2 separate regions of the Arabidopsis thaliana genome follow, and region 2 is linked to region 1. A link is a contact called in public capture Hi-C data. All regions are on one chromosome and are shown on one strand. The core of a region is the stretch at or near the end of the contact, and the rest is flanking DNA. Distances in the headings are between cores, read along the strand shown.

Evidence for each region. Capture Hi-C pulls out chosen DNA fragments and counts their contacts.
Region 2: a contact with region 1 is called in a capture Hi-C map of seedling, with 1.9 times the contacts expected there. A contact is called at or near these places in 2 of 3 other capture datasets (seedling and shoot).

What each region holds. Positions count from the first base shown.
Region 1 is chr1:21,414,283-21,421,353 of TAIR10.1, reverse strand. It overlaps VIM1 (Zinc finger (C3HC4-type RING finger) family protein), which reads left to right and starts at 3,239. Exons shown (of 10, transcript NM_001333806.1): 1 at 3,239-3,925; 2 at 4,451-4,980; 3 at 5,210-5,335; 4 at 5,460-5,559; 5 at 5,632-5,696; 6 at 5,776-5,878; 7 at 5,952-6,096; 8 at 6,344-6,558; 9 at 6,833-7,071. The coding sequence starts at 3,452. The coding sequence ends at 7,012. It overlaps AT1G57830 (Toll-Interleukin-Resistance (TIR) domain family protein), which reads right to left and starts at 1,110. Exons shown (of 1, transcript NM_104577.2): 1 at 551-1,110. The coding sequence starts at 1,057. The coding sequence ends at 551.
Region 2 is chr1:21,498,935-21,506,005 of TAIR10.1, reverse strand. AT1G58070 (WEB family protein) reads right to left here and starts at 3,101. Exons shown (of 1, transcript NM_104589.4): 1 at 1,928-3,101. The coding sequence starts at 3,038. The coding sequence ends at 2,184. It overlaps AT1G58060 (RNA helicase family protein), which reads left to right and starts at 4,116. Exons shown (of 34, transcript NM_104588.4): 1 at 4,116-4,530; 2 at 4,635-4,740; 3 at 4,821-5,014; 4 at 5,178-5,231; 5 at 5,723-5,873; 6 at 5,957-6,363; 7 at 6,668-6,886. The coding sequence starts at 4,231. ATP-PRT1 (ATP phosphoribosyl transferase 1) reads left to right here. Exons shown (of 11, transcript NM_104590.4): 5 at 20-127; 6 at 237-320; 7 at 502-603; 8 at 696-809; 9 at 885-965; 10 at 1,046-1,165; 11 at 1,349-1,692. The coding sequence ends at 1,444.

The sequences.
Region 1 (7,071 bases), core at 1,990-4,489:
ACAAAACATTTGTTTCTCTTGTTAAAATAAAATAAAATATTTTTCCAAGTGAAAACGAGTGAATGTAGAGTATTTTGGACACATTACATATTTCAATCAAAAATAAAATGTCATTTAGATATATTCTTAGTAAAACAAAATAATGGTCAACCTAGTGCATCAAGAATGCAGATGAAAATGATTTTCACGGGTCCTTACCATATCGGATTCAAGTAAATGTATTTCTAATTAATTATATTTATGTATTTTGTTTATTTATATGTATGTCAAATGTGTTAAGTTTGGTGATATCTTATAACTTATAAGAATTTTAAAGTACAAAGCGAATCAAAATAAAATATATCTGCTTTTTCTAAATAAAATATGTATAAATAAATGTTATTGACTCGCTTAATACAAGATCAAAGAAATAAAATCAGATTTTAATGTTTAATAGATTTATAATATACTTACTATCTATTAATTATATGTTCTTAACAAATCTAACTAAAATTAAAAGAGAATAATCCTAAGTAACATAGCACGATTAATATATAAAAAGAGTTGAAGGTCACGTAGAAGACCTGTTTTCGCATAGTTCTAAGCCCATCTTGTGGGAAACGAACTCCAAAGCTTCCTTCCACTGCTTGATCTCCTCACCACTTGAAATTCTTGCCAAATTCCAAAAGTTACGACCAAATTCTCCCTTCTGACGTCTCACATCACCAACTTTCACCTTGTAGAATATGGGAATAACTTTTAATTTGTTTTCTTCTGCTAGTTTCTTCACCGTTGCTAGTTCATTCAAGCACCATTTGGATTGTGCATATTTCCCAGAAAAGATTGCTAGTACGATCTTCGACTCCTCGATCCTTTTGAAGAGGTACGTAAGGTCATTTCCCCTTTGTTCGTATTTGTCAATGAAGAAATATATTCCGTGTACTTCAAAGGCAGCAACGAGGTGGCTGATGAAGCCATAGCGAATGTCCTCTCCTCGGAAATTGATGAACACTCGAGGTTGCAACTGCATCAGCGAAGGCTGGATGATATGAGAAATGGCCACCATGGAAATTGTCATGTTGTAAGACTGATTTGTTTATACTATAGAGATGGCAAGAAAAAACTTGAAACCCTAATTGTTGTCCGTGGGAGGAAAGAAGTTGTTTATTTGGTTCGACTCGAAATTAGGTTTTTCTAGTCAGAAATAACGATTAGAATGTTCAAGATTACTAGAGGATTCTAATCAAGATTAATAAAGGCTTGAGAGTCTATTTATAAGTTATAAGTAAGGTTGTATGTCGTTGTGTTCTCCGCTAATTTTTTTTTCTATTAATTAAATCACAAAACATTATAATAAATGTTTGGAAGACCACGTTCGCATGAACTACATGAAATGTGTCGCGCACTCTTACATATATCATCCGCTCAGTTTAATAGTTGAAAACGATGTTAATAATATACATAGCAAGTACAAAGTGTGTACCATAAACTTTAACGACCTTCGGAAGATGCAAGAAACAAGAAGCTAGCTTGAGAACACATAGTATTGGTATTTAATGAATAAATAATAAGAATATGACCTAAATGATGATATGTCAGTTATTATTATGATGATTTGTAATCAACTAATGAGGCGAAATCAGTTGTACTCAAAACTTCTTCATACTAAAACTCTAATGTTGAAAATTCTACATTGCAAATCAATTTGAATTTTAAACTAACCTAGAAGAGTTGTGTAAGTTCTTTTACAATATATATAGGTTGGGGTTCGATTTCTAGAGATAGTGAATTATTGAAAATTAATGAATATAAGTATAATTAAAAGTTAGCGTGGTGGTTTTGTTTTTTTGTTATACATTGATCAGTAGGAATAAAGTGAGCGTTTGGTTATATATTTTGGTCGCTTTTGATGACGTTTCTCGTTCACTTTCAGGTATTATGCTCACTATTCACCACGTCTCATAAAGAGGGGACAAACAAAAATCACATAATTAGTGGTAGACATAAATTGCCAACACAAATTAAACTCGTGTGGAGATAAATATTTGACTTACAAAGATGTTGATTATTTCTTCAGCTCCAAGGGATATTCTAAGGAATTTCTTACAAATCGAGTACTGTTATACTGATTTTAAATGCTACTCATAGCACGATCTAGTAAAATTTGATTTCAAAAATAAGTTATAAGAATAATTAAGTGCAGGGTTATTGTCATAAATTTGCTTCTGTTATAATAAATATTATTTATTATTCAAAGTAGGCCAAAGGTCCAAATAAAACAAAAATCAAATTGAGAATAGCATCATCAAACCAATAAGATCCGATCATATCCAAATATAGAACTTGCCCATCACGTTATCTTTCTTCTTCTATACGTTTTGGCGGCATAGTTTATTATTTTATCATTCTAAGTACTGGTAGAAAACATGGTGGAAACTACCAAATGATCAGCATCTGACCGTACACAGCAATCACTACTACCGTCGGTTACTGGACCAGAAATATTACTTAAGCACTCTTGTCAAGACATTAGTCAGACATTACAAGTAAAATAGTGCTTAAGATAGCTGTATTTTACTTGTAACTTTGTATCATTCTATTTTGTGAATCTAATATATATGTACATTTATGTTGAATTTGTTTAATCTGATTTCTTGTCTTTTTCTTTTTTTCTTAATGTGTTTTTTTTTTTCTTGTATTTCTATTCTATTCTAACAGCTATCACCTATATTATTACACAGTCATGTCCACTACCAAGTCACCATTATCGTTATCATTATTCACTGTTATAACCGTTATAACCGTGTATATTACCTACATTTGTTACTAAGAGAGCTATCACGGATAACGTGTTTATAACACATGAAATGTTTCATTATCTAAAATCTTTAAAAACAAATAAAAAAATATTATATGTATTTTGCTGGTAAACGGTGTTGTGAACCATTTACCAAGATCTTGTAATGCAACATTGTATACCATCAAAATAGTTTTTGCAAATCGATATAAACCATTTACAATTTCAAAATAATAAATTTTAAAAAGAAGGTTGATATTAGTTTCTGTTGAACATCAAATTAGTGACTAATAAATAATTCTTCATAAAATTAGATGAACAATTTTAATCCCGAATTTTTAAAAATCATTACCTAATTAATAAATGAATGATATTATTCCGACAATGGCAAATATGTAATAATCAGATTTCCGAAAATATTTCTGACCTTGATATGATGATATTAAAAAAAAAAACCTAGTGACAAGACAACACATAGCCAAAAAAATCTTTTGGGTATCGTTTTGAATTTCAAAGACGCTCTCGTCCTTTCCCAAAATATTTCAAACACCCGCCTCTTCAGTATTTCGTTTCCCACTCTTTTTATTCCCAATTCTCTAGAACCTTCCTCTCTCTCCATCTCTCAAAATCTCGGAAACACCATTTTCTCACTCTCTGATCTTTTTTCCCCCAAAAATGGCGCGTGACATCCAACTCCCCTGCGACGGCGACGGCGTATGCATGCGATGCAAATCCAACCCTCCGCCTGAAGAATCTCTCACTTGCGGCACGTGCGTTACACCGTGGCACGTGTCCTGTCTCTCTTCACCTCCCAAAACCCTAGCTTCCACTCTACAGTGGCATTGTCCTGATTGCTCCGGCGAAATCGATCCTCTTCCTGTTTCCGGCGGTGCTACTGGTTTCGAATCTGCTGGGTCAGATCTTGTAGCTGCGATTCGTGCGATTGAGGCTGATGAGTCGTTGAGTACTGAAGAGAAAGCTAAGATGAGGCAACGGTTACTGAGTGGTAAAGGTGTTGAGGAGGATGATGAAGAAGAGAAGAGGAAGAAGAAGGGGAAAGGGAAGAATCCGAATCTGGATGTGTTATCTGCTCTTGGAGATAACTTGATGTGTTCTTTCTGTATGCAGTTGCCTGAGAGACCTGTGACGGTTCGTTCTCTTTGTTCTTATGCTTTGTTGATAGATCTCTTTTGGTGAATCTGTTAAACCTGGAATCTTATTTAGGGTGTCTTCTTAAGTGGGGTGTGATTGTTTATTATCCACTTGGTTTACTGATTTGAGCTTGTGACATAGAACACTAAAGCTGCGTGATACAAAGGCATAAACTTTATTGACATCATAAATGGTTCCTTTAACTGTTTTACAAAGGCTTTGACTTCATTGATCTTTACCATTTGTGACAGAATGTGTCAATGTTACCTACATTTATAGTTCATTGTTGTTGAGTTATCCTGTTATTGGGTTGGATTATTTAGTTTGAGTAATCTATTGTGTTGTTGAAAATTGTTAGGATTGGTATGTGGATGGTTGATCTATTTTATGAAACCATAAACGTTGCTTTTTATGAGTATTTAATATGGTGTGTACTGTACCTCTTTTCAAAGTAAGGATTATTGATGAAGATGGAGACTATTTATCTTGGGCTGATGGAAATCTTGTGTGTTTGTTTTTCAGAAACCATGTGGGCACAACGCTTGCTTAAAATGTTTTGAGAAATGGATGGGGCAGGGAAAGAGAACTTGTGGTAAATGCCGCAGCATAATTCCTGAAAAAATGGCTAAGAATCCCCGTATCAACTCGTCTCTTGTTGCTGCCATTCGATTAGCAAAAGTCTCTAAAAGTGCTGCTGCGACCACTTCAAAGGTCTTTCATTTCATCAGCAACCAAGACCGACCAGATAAAGCATTTACAACCGAGCGTGCAAAGAAAACTGGCAAGGCAAACGCTGCTAGTGGAAAGATTTATGTTACAATACCACCAGATCATTTTGGTCCTATTCCAGCTGAAAATGACCCTGTCAGGAACCAAGGTCTTTTGGTTGGAGAATCCTGGGAGGACAGACTCGAGTGTAGGCAGTGGGGTGCTCATTTCCCACATGTTGCTGGCATTGCTGGACAATCTACTTATGGCGCTCAATCTGTAGCACTCTCTGGAGGTTATAAGGATGATGAGGATCATGGAGAATGGTTTCTATACACAGGAAGGTCTGCCTTTCATTACTCCTAGATTTTGGTCCATTTGATTTATTCTACGGATTGGGTATAGAAACAATACTCTTTATTATGCGTCTCGAATCAATAATCTTGATTTATTATTGTTCCTTATATATTTTTGTATATTTTAGTTCTCTCATGCGTATAGAAATAGCTATTCTCCAATTTACTGATGGACATGTCTCTTTTTCTCCTGATTATGTGGGGATGTGTCACACAGTGGGGGTAGAGATCTCAGTGGCAACAAAAGGACTAACAAGGAGCAGTCTTTTGACCAAAAGTTTGAGAAGTCTAATGCAGCATTAAAACTCAGCTGCAAATTGGGGTATCCTGTTCGAGTTGTCAGGTTAGCTGTTATTTGAGCACAACTCCATTGAATGCAACGTCTTTATTACTCTTCAACTTGAAGCTTTGAGCATGCTTTAGTGATCCTAACTCTTCAATTACCCTTTTCCATTTATGATCATCAGGTCTCACAAGGAGAAGCGTTCTGCATACGCCCCTGAGGAAGGAGTGAGATATGATGGGGTTTACAGGATTGAGAAGTGCTGGCGCAAAGTTGGAGTACAGGTACACATATCTAATTAATGTGAATTTTCACAGTTCTTTTTATGCATTGACCTATTCTTCTGGTTTCCATAGGGTTCTTTTAAGGTCTGTCGTTACCTGTTCGTTAGATGTGACAATGAGCCAGCTCCATGGACCAGGTTTGGTCTACTTCTTAAAATCGTGGGCCTTTTCTCCATATATAGTTGCCATTTAAGTTAATGATGTGATATTTTGCAGTGATGAGAATGGAGATCGTCCAAGACCTATCCCTAATATTCCAGAGCTTAATATGGCCACCGACCTGTTTGAGAGAAAAGAAACTCCATCATGGGATTTTGATGTAAGTTCCAAGACATCTCAGTTTTAACAGTTCTTTATCTGGACCCACTGATAATATAGGCCTACTTGACCAGGAAGGTGAGGGTTGTTGGAAATGGATGAAGCCGCCACCTGCAAGTAAAAAGTCAGTGAATGTTTTGGCTCCTGAGGAGAGGAAAAATTTGAGGAAAGCCATAAAGGCGGCACACTCGAATACCATGAGGGCAAGACTTCTGAAAGGTCAGTGTGTCCAAATTCTCTACCTCTGCTGTTAGAACGTTTATAGTTTTTTTCCCTTTTTGCCGAATCAGTTCTAGTACATTATGTATATATTTCTAGACTGCATGAGAACTTTTAGAATCAGTAAGTCAATGTTTCCAAATTGGTTCTGCTAAATATTAATATGAACCACATATATCCAGCTCTTTCTTTATATAGCTTTATTCCCGAATCCATCTAAACTGTCATTGGTATTTTGTTGATGCAGAATTTAAGTGCCAGATCTGTCAGCAAGTGTTGACTCTTCCTGTGACAACACCCTGTGCTCATAACTTCTGCAAGGCTTGCTTAGAAGCGAAATTTGCTGGGAAAACTCTTGTGAGAGAGAGAAGCACAGGTGGACGGACACTACGCTCAAGGAAGAATGTCCTGAACTGCCCTTGTTGCCCAACAGACATATCTGATTTTCTGCAGAACCCTCAGGTGAAACATCATCTATCTTCTTCTTCTTTCATATCATATCATATGAATACAAGTGCAAATTGCATCAGCATTGATTTTGACTCTGCTAGAATAAGATGAAGTTGGTTCAATGGTAATATGTCTGATTTTAGTTCGTTATCTGCAAGCATACACTTATTTGATGCTTTCCATTCATGGAAAGTGAAACTTTAGCAGATCTGATCATACGATAGTTACCATTTTTATGATCACAGAAATTGAGGAATAATCTCTTTGGTGAAATGTGTGTAAACAGGTCAACAGAGAAGTAGCGGAGGTGATAGAGAAGCTAAAGACCCAGGAAGAGGACACCGCAGAGCTTGAAGATGAAGATGAAGGTGAATGCTCAGGCACCACCCCTGAAGAAGATTCTGAGCAACCGAAGAAAAGGATCAAGTTGGACACTGACGCAACAGTTTCTGCGACCATCAGGTGAAGTTGGTACCAAAGAACTCTTTAGTAAAAAAAAACTCTAGTGCCTTATTTTGTACGCAA
Region 2 (7,071 bases), core at 1,852-4,351, 85 kb before region 1:
GTATCTCAAATGGTCACAGATTCCAAACTATGGGATATTTGAGAATATAAATTCTCTGAAGGAGCTAGCGCAAATGCCCCAATGGAGTGAAGAGAGACCCTTACGCTTAGCTACTGGCTTCACTTATGTATGATGAGTTACAGATTCTTCTTTGGTGCGCTGTTGTCATCTAATTTCTCTCAGAGTCCATTTCGCTTCAACATAATATTTGGGAATGATTCAACTGGTTTTTGCAGCTCGGCCCCAAATTTATGAAAGAAAATGGCATAAAGCATGTGGTGTTTTCAACTGCAGACGGAGCACTGGAGGCAGCTCCAGCGGTGAGATTTTCAACGAAAAGCTTAACATTTGGCATTAAGTTGCTTGTATTCTTTTCTAAAAACAAGTGTTAAACTGATATGCTCTGTGGAGGATAATGTTGTCAGCTTGTAGTGTCCTGATTTCATATCTTACTGTGCCTTACCAGCATAATCTGTTGACTCATATGTGCTTGTTAATTAGATGGGGATAGCTGATGCCATTTTGGATCTTGTGAGTAGTGGTATAACACTCAAAGAGAACAACTTGAAAGAAATTGAAGGAGGTGTTGTGCTGGAAAGCCAGGTGATGTGAAGTTCTTGGATCCATGAACTGTCTGTTTAGAATCTGTTGGCGGCCATCATTCCTGAACATTTTTTTTTTCTTTGTAATTTCAGGCGGCACTTGTGGCAAGTAGAAGAGCATTAAACGAGAGAAAAGGGGCACTAAACACAGTACACGAGATTCTTGAGAGATTGGAGGCCCATCTAAAGGCGGATGGCCAATTCACTGTACGCACTTGGTTCCATGATGTGTTTTCCTTATTCACCCCTTTCGCTTTCTTTTCTCTAATAATTTCATTTCAGGTTGTTGCAAACATGAGAGGAAATAGTGCTCAGGAAGTGGCTGAGCGTGTGCTGAGCCAACCATCATTGTCAGGATTGCAGGTAATGTTTCAGAATGTGGGAGTTCTTAAGCCTTAGCTTTTTAGTTCTTGCTGATTGTTTATGGGGTCTATAACAAGCAGGGACCGACAATAAGCCCAGTGTACTGTACACAAAATGGAAAAGTATCGGTTGACTACTATGCCATCGTGATTTGTGTACCAAAAAAGGCCCTATACGACTCTGTGAAGCAACTTAGAGCGGTTAGTAATCCCTGCCATTTCTCTCTTAGTAATCCCTGCCATTTTTTTCTCAATTATCTTACTCCCACCCGATCTTTAAAACTTATTGATCCTCTTTCTACTTTTGCACCAACCACGTTCCACATAAATCTGTGTTTATCGTTCCCTCTTTTGGTTTGGTCATTTTCATAAATGTTATTGCAGGCCGGAGGCAGTGGGGTATTAGTTTCACCTTTGACCTACATTTTTGATGAGGATACTCCAAGATGGGGTCAGCTCCTGAGAAACCTCGGGATTTAAATGCTTTGGTAAGGAAGATGCATATGCTGAACAAGTTTTAAGAAGACTCTTTGGTGTAAATCTCTGAGTTTTTTGGTACCTTTGCGTGTCTCTTTTTTTTTTTTCTTTCCCTTTTCTGCTGCAGTCGTCGTCCTCCGTGCTGTTGTAATTTTTACATCTCTTTTCTGTATGGATCCTATTCGTTGTTGTTAATCCCGTTGGAACAATAAAAACAAGCCTTTTTTTAATAATACATCTTTGCAGAACTCATTTGTTAATAGTTATCACTTGTTGTTCTGTGTTTTTGCTAACCTGGCGGGGGTTTTGGTTCCAGAAACCAATTCCTTTTGCTCACACGGGCTCGGTGTTGCGAGTTACCTGTCTCTAGAAAGGTATGCTCACTTGGCCTTTTTCGTACTGACTTCCTAACTTTGTATAATCACACACTTTATCTTTGTCTACGAATATAGAAGTTAATCTTTGGATTGTGTATCTAATCAGTGCTAATAGTAGAGTAACATTGTATATTCACAATCTGATAGTTGACAGGTAATTGTTACAGTAGAGGGGGAACACACGCTGATGGTTTGGACTCAAAATCCAAACAAAGAGAGAAAGAGACAAACAAATAAAGAATACGCTCACACACAAACACACTCACACGAAAACACATACATACATAGATATTACGAATATTGATGTGCATACATACATATACATATATATACACTTGCAGGGTACATGATCTTGGGTATATCAGTTAAAAGTGCAGGGTGGAAGAGGTAGTGTAAAGAGGTCCAGATATTTCAGGCGAAGAACCTTTCTTCTTGAAGAAGAAGAAATCTCCCACAAGAGGAATGATAGGTTTCTTCTTCTTCTTCGTCTTCTTAGTGTTCGCAAAATACCCATCTCTGTTTCCTTTGTTACTGTCAAGTATCTGAGCCAATGAAGGATACTCCTTCTGCATCTTCCTCATCAGCTCTTTCCTCCTCTGGTCCTCTCCATTTTCCTTCTCTTTTGTGTCCTTGAAGCTAACTGATTTCGTCATGGCTGCCGCGCTCTTCCCTGCAGCATCAGCTTCGGCTTTCGCTATCTTTGACTTGTTCTTATGTAGCTCTGCGTTTAAAGTAGCCAAAGCAACCTCTGTCTCTGATTCTCTCTCCTTCAACATCTTCACCTCTGTCTTTGTTTCCGTTATCTCGGCTTCAAGCTTCTTCAACACATCCATGATCTCTTCTTTTGGACCTTGAGGAGAAGGGGGCAACAAGGAGCGTTGCTTCCATGGAGAAGAAGATGAAGAAGCGGTCTGGCTTATGCTAGGACTAGCAATAGGACTTACCAATTTAGCAGTCTGGCTGATGCTAGGACTAGCAGTAGGAATTACCAATTTAACGGTCTGGCTGAGTCCAGGGCTTCTTGGTTTAGCGTTCTGGTTGATGCTACGACTAGCAGCAATAGGACTTGCCGATTTAGAGTTCATGGTATGAGTTTGTACCGGTAGCATAATCCGTTGGCCAAATATGGCAACAGCTTCTTTAACAGAGCTAAAAGGACGAGAAGTGTCGACATGATGTTCCTCCACTTGATTATTTCCTTCCATCTCTTCTATATCCATGGAGGAACTATAGATAGAGAAGAATGTATTGTATTTGGTATTGCTGGTTTGTTGGGTGGAATCGGTTTGGTTTCTTTGCTTTTACAGCATATTATAGGCAGAGACTAGATGACTGTTGTGTCAAGGTGAAGTCAAGACCATACCAAGTCCCTTAAAAGTTGACTTGCCAACTACTTTTTGTTTACTTAAATCAGTTTTAAGTCTTGTCCAAATCTCTTTACAACGTCAGTATTCGTTAAAAGTATAAACTTCTAACTGCATGACCAATTATAATTTTAAACTTAAAAAGTGTCATTTTGTAGACAATGTTTAAAATCTCACAAACAAGAGAAGACAAACCAAAATACCAAAGAGACTAAAGAAGACAATAAAAAAAACAGAGGCCTCTCCTCAACTAACTCCACCTGAAAGTTTCCAACAAAACAACAATTTGTTATATAAAAAACATATAAAACCCAAATTAACTCAAATATAAAATCAAAATCCTCTCAAATCCCACTTAAAACTATGAGATTTGCCTACAAAAAAACAAAACTATGAGATTTAAATTTTTGTATTTAAACTAAGGAATCCACTAAAATTCACTAAAGTCTCTTAAAATTACTAAAAATCCAATCCTTAAAATGTTTTCAATAACATGAGATTTTAAAGTAGATTTTCAAATCACTAGTTCAATAAATATTGGATTTCATTAGAAATTTTAAAATCAATGATTGAATAACAGAGGATTTGATATTTTAACACAAATTACTTGAAATGTTTTAAAAATCCATGATTAAATAACATTGGATTAGTTTTTAAATTTTGAAAACTGAGTTTATTCAAAACTGAATATCAGCTTCGGATTTGGGAAAAAAAAACAACAACAACAACTTATTATATACATGTTAATATATTTATTTTTTTTTCTCTATATTTTTTTTTATAGAAATACATTGGGGTTTTTGACCTTTTTAGTGAATTTTGGTTGATTAGTTTGGTTCGGATTCGGTTTCTCAAAATTCGGTATAAAAAGATAGTTCGGTTGGATTTTGGTCGGCAAAGAGGAACAATATTTGGGAGAAAATAAACAAATAACAACATTTGGGCTTTAAGAATAAAGCTCATGAGGCCCAAAATTTAATATTCTTCTCCGACTTTCAGGTTCCGTTTTTTTGATCGGACGAGACGAGAGGAGGCTAGTCGGAAGAGAATGGCTCCGAAGAAGAAACCTCAGAAGCAAAGCAACAAAGCTGCTTCGTCTTCTTCATCGTCGAAATCGAATTATCAGAAACCTTCTTCAGGTCCTAAGCTTCAGATATCAGCGGAGAACGAGGATCGTTTGCGGCGGCTCTTACTCAACTCTGGCCGCTCCGGTCCTTCGATTCCAGCTCCAATCAGTAATTCTCTCTCCAAAGCTCAAAAGACAAAGAAACTCAATAATGTCTATGAGAAGCTCTCTTGCGAAGGTTTCGTTGATGATCAGATTGAACTCGCTCTCTCCTCTCTTAGAGTATAACTCTCTCGCCTTTGTTTGAATTTAATTTCGATTTCATTTTGAAAAATGTTTAGCTTCTTCAAGCTATTCCTGATACAATGTGTATGTTTGTGTTTAAGGATGGAGCTACGTTTGAGGCTGCACTTGATTGGCTTTGTTTGAATTTGCCGAGTCATGAGTTGCCTGTGAAGTTTTCTACTGGAGCTTCTCGTTTTCCTTCCACAGGTATGTACATAACATTGCCTTCACGTAAATGATTGTACTTCTCGTGTATTGATGCCTGTACCTTCCTATTGGGGTTGTAGGAGGTTCTGTGGGTGTGATATCGACCTCACGGGACGATTGGAATGATTCTACTGACTCTTCAGTCAGGGTAGAGGAAGAGGAACCTGCAGTTTTTGTTCGTGTGAAGGGAAAGCAAGATGAAGAAGATACTCTTAGTTCTGACAAGTCATCTCAAGCTGATTGGATTCGGCAGTATATGATGAGACAGGAAGAGGTACTCATATAGAATGCTTTAATGATTAATCACTTTGTGAAAGCTTCATACATTTTGGTTCTAGCCACAACGTCTTAAGCAGAGTTAGAAAAATGATCCGGAAGCGCAATTCAAAGCAAAATTTAGTTCATGGATGAATTTTCTCATTGAATTAAATTTGCAGGAAGAATTGGAATGTTGGGAAGATGAAGTAGATGGTATTGACCCCAGAAATAAGGTAATTCAGCTTGTTTCCATTATCGAAACAAAATGGAATATGGTAGACTACTTAGTGAGACCAGTTCCAAGATGGATGTTTATGTGGTTACACTTTTGCAATGTCCTTGTATATTAGCTTTCATGCATGTTGCTCAAGGGTAAATATTCCTCATGTTTTTTAGACCTTTACAGAACTATGAATATCTGGAAGCTCTTGAATTTGTTTAATGAATTGTTGTTTTTTCTGAAAAAAGGATTACCTTAAGCGTATCCATTATGGCAGAGGTTTAGTAAGATATTTGGTTCAATTTTTGGAGTCTTTGTGGCTACCTGCTATCAATATATTTTCTTTCCCATTTGGTAGAAGTGGAACTTTTCTTCATTTGTTTATGATGATTATGTGAAATTGCAAACTTCAGTCAAATTAGTTGTACAATACCATATTGGTCTTGTTTTCCTGGTTTTATGTCTCTCTCTGCTGTGATATCTTGATTTCAAAAATCATACTAGGTCTCTGGTCCAAGGCCATTCGATGTGATTGCCAAAGAATACTATTCGGCAAGATCAGATGCTATAAAAGCAAAGGAGAAGCGTGATAAAAGAGGACAGGAGCAAGCAGGCCTAGCCATTCGCAAGCTCAAGCAAGAGATATCTGATCTTGGTTAAGTTTAATCTTTAGTAATGAATCAGTCAATCATTTAACTTGGTGCAGCATGTCATGAGATATTTGAGTTTGTTTTACAGGGTTATCAGAAGCAATGTTGGAATCTGAATTTCAGCGTGAACATGCTTTTGAAAGTGCTACAGAACAAGAATCAACCTGTCCCATTTCCGATAACCTTCATGAGTCAGTTGATGCTGACGATGTCTCTGTTCAGATGTTAGATAATTTGACCTTGAATACCAATCCTGCTGAGAGCTATGAGTCTGAGGAAATTCAAACTAAAGCTCTTCCCTCAAGTTCCTCGGGACAAGATTTTGTTGCATCAGATGAAGATTCAGAGGACGTGGAACTTGGCGATACATTCTTTGAAGAAATTCCGCCTTCTGAAATTTCACCCCATGAACTCCTGGAATTGCAGAAGGAGGAAAAGATGAGAGAACTACGTAGTGAGAAAAATCTGGGGAAACTAGATGGTATCTGGAAGAAGGTAACTGCTCATCAAACAAGATTCTAGGATACGTAACTTTCAAAATGCTATTACAAGTAGAAGGTGCTCTATGCATTTATTGCGCATATACCTGCTTCTTAATTTTTCATTTTGTCACACACGCTATAATGATCAAGTAAAGTGAGTTCTAAGCATCCGTAATAGATATGGAATTTTCTTTAGCTTTAACGTGTAAGCTTGGTTATTTCCCAGCTCCCTTTTCTTCGTTTTTTTTTTTTCTGTAAGCTTATTGCTGGCCGGCTTCTTTTGTTCGACTATCTATTTAACATAGAAAAATTTACAGGGTGAGGCGCAAAAGATCCCAAAAGCATTTCTCCATCAATTGTGTCAAAGATCAGGGTGGGAAGCACCAAAGTTCAATAAAGAAACCGGTGAAGGAAGAAATTTCTCATATACTGTAAGTATTCTGCGCAAAGCCAGTGGGAGGGGTAAAAACAGACAAGCCGGTGGTCTGGTAACTCTCCAACTTCCTCCTAAAGATGAGAATTTTGAATCCATCGAGGTACTCCTTTGATCCATGTTTTAACATTTGATATTCTTTTGCGAAAATGTATCTGGTTAGGGTCTCGTGACTAAATGTAGTTAGGAATATATCTTCTCCCAAGAAAGTTCCAGTTTAATTCCTTGATTGCAAGGTTCTGAGGAAAATGAAGTAGGACAGCTAGTTTGAAGCTTTAGTGCACTATT